Regions from separate parts of the Mus musculus genome. Here region 2 is linked to region 1. The links are chromatin contacts, called in public HiChIP or PLAC-seq maps. All regions are on one chromosome and are shown on one strand. Each heading gives the region's core, a stretch centred on a gene start, on an enhancer-like site or on the middle of the called end of the contact. The rest is flanking DNA. Distances are from core to core; before and after follow the strand shown. Region 1 overlaps Cotl1 (coactosin-like 1 (Dictyostelium)). Region 2 holds the start of Klhl36 (kelch-like 36).

What was found. HiChIP or PLAC-seq counts read pairs in DNA pulled down with a chosen protein or histone mark.
Region 2: an H3K27ac HiChIP or PLAC-seq map of double positive thymocytes shows a contact between it and region 1, with 7 read pairs. The contact joins the promoter of Klhl36 here to the enhancer-like site in region 1. A contact is called at or near these places in 2 of 39 promoter capture datasets (epiblast stem cells and liver), 1 of 484 Hi-C or Micro-C datasets (bone marrow-derived macrophages), 9 of 115 datasets of contacts at active chromatin or transcription factors (the HPC-7 cell line, double positive thymocytes, embryonic stem cells and 3 more) and 3 of 9 other capture datasets (adipose tissue, liver and pancreatic islet).

The regions. Positions count from the first base shown.
Region 1 is chr8:119,811,814-119,814,513 of GRCm38.p6, reverse strand. The region is part of intron 3 of Cotl1 (coactosin-like 1 (Dictyostelium)); the gene reads left to right. Among named protein-coding and RNA genes, the nearest start is that of Cotl1, 27 kb to the left of the region's middle. Within about 2 kb of position 1,398, at least 163 of the 459 cell types and tissues checked have an H3K27ac peak or open chromatin away from gene starts, as enhancers often do. A contact at or near this core is called in the HPC-7 cell line, adipose tissue, bone marrow-derived macrophages and 5 more, where this site is marked.
Region 2 is chr8:119,860,886-119,863,585 of GRCm38.p6, reverse strand. Klhl36 (kelch-like 36) reads right to left here and starts at 1,281. Exons shown (of 5, transcript NM_146219.1): 1 at 1,139-1,281.

The DNA.
Region 1 (2,700 bases), core at 149-2,648:
ATGAAGTCCTCACCGTGGTCCAAGGGGTAGGAATGATTTCCTAGGCTTTACCATATTCCTGCTGGGGGGGATGTGAGTCTGCACACACCCCTGACTTCAGCTGGGCAGTGTGGTCTCTTGTGGGGTGAGGAGAACAGAGCCAGGTTCATCAGCCCCGAGCCAGGCTCGTGGCGAGCAAGGCCGCAGTCTGACTGATTGTTGATGAGAGACATCAGCCCGTAGCGAAGACCCAGGCTCTGTCTCGGAACCACAGTATGGCTTGGGCTCCAGTGGCCTCAGAAATGCTAGCTGCCTGCCTTGGTCACTTGGAGGGAAAACCATTCAACCCAAGATGAGGGACTCTTGATTCTGCCTTCTAACTTTGAGGTTCCCCAGAACAGCAGGAGTGGAAGGTCGTGACCTGGGGGGTGGGGATGGGGAGGCTGGAACGTGTGATCGGCACCCCCACACTGCTCTCCCACAGTAATAGTCCCAGAGGATCCGTCTCTGGCCTCTGCAGGCAGCAACTATAAAAAACGAATCTGCAGACAAAGTTGTCTTCTGTGGCAGCAGAGAGGAGAGAATGTCCCGTGTGGCTGACCCCACGTGGCTGTTCTGTCAACTTTGGAGACTTGGAAGCATTCGCTTCATGGCGATTTGGTTTTAAATGTGCCTCAAGGTTCGAGGTGTTTTTTTTTTTTTTTTAAGTTTGGGACAGTGAATATGTGTGCACGTACGTGGTGTATCTCTGGTAGAGTATAGACGATTTTGCCTATTTACATTTCTTGCTCTGTACCATTCACTAGTCTGATCTCCTTTTTGAGACGGAGTCACATGTACTAACTTTGTGTGGGGATTTGTGCACACCACAGCAGCATGTGGAGTCTGGACAGCGTGCAGGGGCTGGCCTCTCCTTTCATGGGGGGGGGGGGGGGGCGGGGCAGGGCGGGGATCTGAGATCATCAGGCTTCGAGACGAGTGCCTTTACCTTCTGAGCCATCTCCCCACCCAGTCTCGAATTTCTGATCCTCTTCTCTCTGGGATTACAGGCCTGCGCCAACACGCCAGGTTTATGAAGTGCTGGGGCTTGAACCCAGGGCTCTGTGCACGCTAGGCATGCCCTCCGCCAGCTGAGCCACGTGCACAGCCCCTGTTTGTTTGTTGAGACAGAGTTTTGCTATGTAACACAAACTGGCTTCAGACTGGTGGGCAGTCAGTCTCCTGCTCTCTGGGCTTGCATCCCACACTGCCTGGTTGTAGTGTGACCACGGGACAGCTCTTGTGGTTTTAGCCATAGCTGCACCCAGCCCTTAGAACTTCCCTTTAGATTTCTTAGTCCTTATCTTGTCTTCCTAAACTCTTGTTCCTGACCCAGACTTCAGGTTCTTCTTTACATTGCCATATAAGGCTGTCAAACAAGCAGAGGACTTTGAACTTCCTCTTAGGCTTCTTGCCCCATTGACTTCCTTGCTGGGGCACCCGCGCCCCTCCCCCGTGCCGCTGGCCTGGGAGTTGAGACACAACTCTCTATTCTCTTTCCAGACCTGGGGTCCACTGCCTTCCATGGTCTGGGTCACATGCATAAGCTTAGCAGTGCTGGCCCTGGGGCTGCTGGGAAGGGTCTTTGAATTTGGGGCTGCATAAGGCTGTCTCAGCTCTGCCCCCAGGGCCTTATCGTAACCTGGTAAAAGGCTAATGTATTGAGGGTGGATTCAGTCAGATTGTGTGAGGCTTGCCTCTCTTGGCAAATATTAACCCCTCCTCCATATCCTGCCATGTCTTGGTGGCCTTGCTCATGGTATCTAGGAAGCCGAGAACGTGATCTTTCTGGTGCTATGGCGACTTTGCTGATTTTGGTTTTTATTGATGTAAAATCCATTTAATGTAAAAGTAAGCTCTTTAACCACCCCTCCCTAGTTCCAAAGCATTTTGCTCCCTTTCTTGATATCTACATATAGTAGTTGGGGGTGAGGACAGTGCTGGGGCTTGAACCCGCGCCCTCCTGCCTGCTAAGGTAAGCACTGAACTGAGCCACACTCCTGCTCTGAGGCTGTAGTCCCAGGTCTGTGACCTTGGGCAGGCATTGTGGTCTTCAGACTCTGTCTTGTTTGTAAAAGAAAAATAATCTTGATTGTCTTTGAGAATTTTTATCTTTTGGTTTTTCGAGACAGGGTTTCTTGTGTAGCCCTGGCTGTCCTGGAACTCGCTCTGTAGACCAGGCTGGCCTCGAATCCCAGAGAGCCACCTGTCTTTGCCTCCTGAGTGCTGGGACTAAAGGCATATGCCACCAGTTCCTGGTGTCTTTTGGAATCTGAAAAGCTGCCATTGGGCTGGTGTGGGGCAGAGTGAGCTGCTCTTCTGACCCCTGCTGGCTTGCAGTCACCTCCACGAACTGTGCAGTTTTACCACAATGCGTCTTAGATGACATCTGCCGTTTCCTGTTTTGTCTCCCACCCCTGGTCACCTCTGGTCTGCTTTCTCTGTGGATTTGCCTTTTTTGGACATTTCCTGTCAGAGGAACCAGACAGTGGGTGGCTCTTCATGTCTGTCTGTTTTTGCCCATGTTCAGGGATTTGTTCGCCCATGTTGCACCGGGCATTAGAATTTCATCGATGACTAATTAATGCGTCACCATTTGGAACGTCCATGCATTGAGGGTCTGCCTTACCCTCTCTTCTCATCTGATGGCTAGCTACCTGGGGTGCTTGGCTGTTTGGGGTG
Region 2 (2,700 bases), core at 32-2,531, 49 kb before region 1:
ATAGGAGGGAGGAATCCACAAGGAGAAACCTCCCCTGAGGTCTGTGCTCTCACACAAACACGAGCAATACTGCTGTGCTGACCTTTCTGATCAAATCTATAGACCTGACACACGATGTCCCATAGTCTTTTAACTATGAGGCAGGCTTTGGAGGACTTGGAAGTCTAGGCGGACACTGGCAGGGGACACCCAGTTAGGAATAAACCTGTTGGGCTAAATTCAGAGAAATTCTGCTTATCCCTCTATCTTCTGGGGTGGGAGCTAACACCTGCAAGTCCCCTACTTACAACTCCCAAAGCCTCCCTCCTCCCAAAAGCCCCTCTCTTTCTAGAAGGCTGGAAAGTGCAGCCTCTCGCTTGTTTCATTAACAGCCCGTGGAGAAGAGTCTGTCTTTTCCTGTCTCAATTCTTTACCCCCTTTTCCTTATAAAACCAACATGGGCTGGAGCTACAAGACAAATTCCCCCCCCCTCCCAGTTCTGCTGAACCCACACGAAGAATCATTTTGTTTCCTACTGAACAAAGAGTCTCTGCTAAAGATAAGTCAGCTGGTTCTGAGATAAATGGGGAGAGCGAGGGGGCTCCAGTGTTCCCATGGAGGAAGAAGTCCGGACATTCCATCCTGTTCCGCTCTCTCTGGGAAAGAAGACACAACTGAATCTTTTCCAGAAAACTAGTAACTTTGTGACTAAGCTGTATCCAGGCAGGAACTCTCCCAGCTGCTGGGGGCCCAGAGAGAAAGGTACCAATCAGCATCTAATTACTGCATACCCCTGATTCTCCCGGTTCACCTTGGCGGTGTGAGAATGGGCACCACTGTTCCCACAGGGCTAAAATCGCACCGTGGGTGGGCAGGTGGCCGAGGGGCCCACCCAAGGTCACAGACAGGAAAACATAGATACCCTCTCTGCCCATCTACTTAGGGCGGCCAGCCAGGTCTCTAGTTCCTCACTGTCTGGAAGCTTTCTTTTCTAGGCCAAGGAATCTAGAGAGAGTTCTCCAGTGCCAGGCTCGCCTTAGTCTCCCGGACCATGTCTGTGGCGCCTAGCTGCGTGCAAGCAGGTGTGGTGAAGGTGCAGAGCCAGAGCCCCCCCACCCGGGATCCCCGGGAGCCAGCACGGAGCCCAGGCGGCACTCACCGTCCCGCGTCCCGCCCCGAAGGTGCTGAGGCGCCGAGGGAGGCGTGGGCCGCACCTGTGCACCCGCGAGCCCGGATCGCGCCCGCTTGCGAGCCGCTACCAGAGCAGCGCACACTGCGGGGCTACCGGGCCCGCCCGAAGCGCAGCCATCCCTCTGCAAGGAAGTGCGAGCCTACACTGTCAATGGCGGCTGGGGGGCGGGGCCGGCAGGCGGGCGAAAGGCGGGGTCTGCAGGATAAGGGGCGGAGCCTCGCCTGAGGGGCAGGCCTGTGAAGGCGGAGTGCAGCTTCAGAGGCGGGGCCTGAGGAGGCGGGAGGCAGGAGGTGTAGCCTTAGGGGCGGGGTCTGTGGATGGGAAGGAGCTGAGCTGGTCAAGATCTGTAAGAGACACCCAGGGTCCCTTACTATTGATGGTGCCTGGCTGTCCCCTAAGTAGGTCAGGCATGCGCCGCAGAAGCTTGCTGGCGCCCACGTCCCAGGCTCCAGGATATGAGGTGGCTCCGTGGGACAAACCTCAGGGTGGGTCGGGAACTCCGGGAAGGCTGTATCCTCCTCATCTTCCCTTGGCTTCTGCTCACTGATTCTGTCAAGAGGCCTTTGTTGACTACTCTGCTAACAGCCACACCCCCTACACTCTGGCCCGCTTTCTGCTTTCTCCATACCTTTATCCCAGTCTATTATTATTACTTGCCCCCCCCCCCCCAAGCTCAGGAGATTAAACCCAGAGCCTCAACCACCACTCCCCTCAACTTTGACCAAGTCGATTCAAAATATTTTAAATAATTCTTTCCTTTTTCTTCCCTCCCTCTCCTCTGCCTGTCTGTTTCTCTGTCTCTGTCTCACTCTCTCGTTCTCTCACTCTCTAGAGCTTTTGCGGCTCTCTTTTTCTCTGTCTCTTTCTTCTCCACTCGAAGCTGTCCAACAAACGTTACAATCCTTGCTGGGCTTTTATGGCAGGTACATACCCTCTCAGTAAACATCTGTTGATCTTAGATCATTGTTAATTCATCTAATAGTTATCAAACGTCACTCATAGCCTGGAAGAACCTTGAAGAGGTTCCTCTACGTGAAAGAATCTAGACACGAAGGACACTCCCAGCTGCATTTGGTGGCACACAGCTGTCATCTCAGCTCTTGGGAGGCTGAAGCAGGAAGATAAAGAGTTCAAGGCCAGCCTGGGCTTCACAGAGAGACGTCTCAGAAAAGCAAACCACTTGAAAACGAAATGCATAAGTAAAACGTTCAAACAGGAAAGCGGGAGAGCCAAGAAGCATGGTAGAGGATGCCAGGGGTGAGGGGGTTGGGACCGTTAACAAAGGAAAATTAGGGACTTTTGGGGGAAGATGATAAAAAAGTTTTGAAATGAGAATATTGTTAGTTGTATACCATGAGAGTATACATTTATGCCTATTATCTATTAAATTTACCTAGAATTTTTAAGAATTTTAAGGTAGATTAAACAGTTCTACTGTTGCTTCAGCTTATTGTCATAGACAGCCTAACATAAGCTATTTTAATAACGTGTACCTTCATATTAGTACCTGAGGTGTTGGGTTTGGAAAG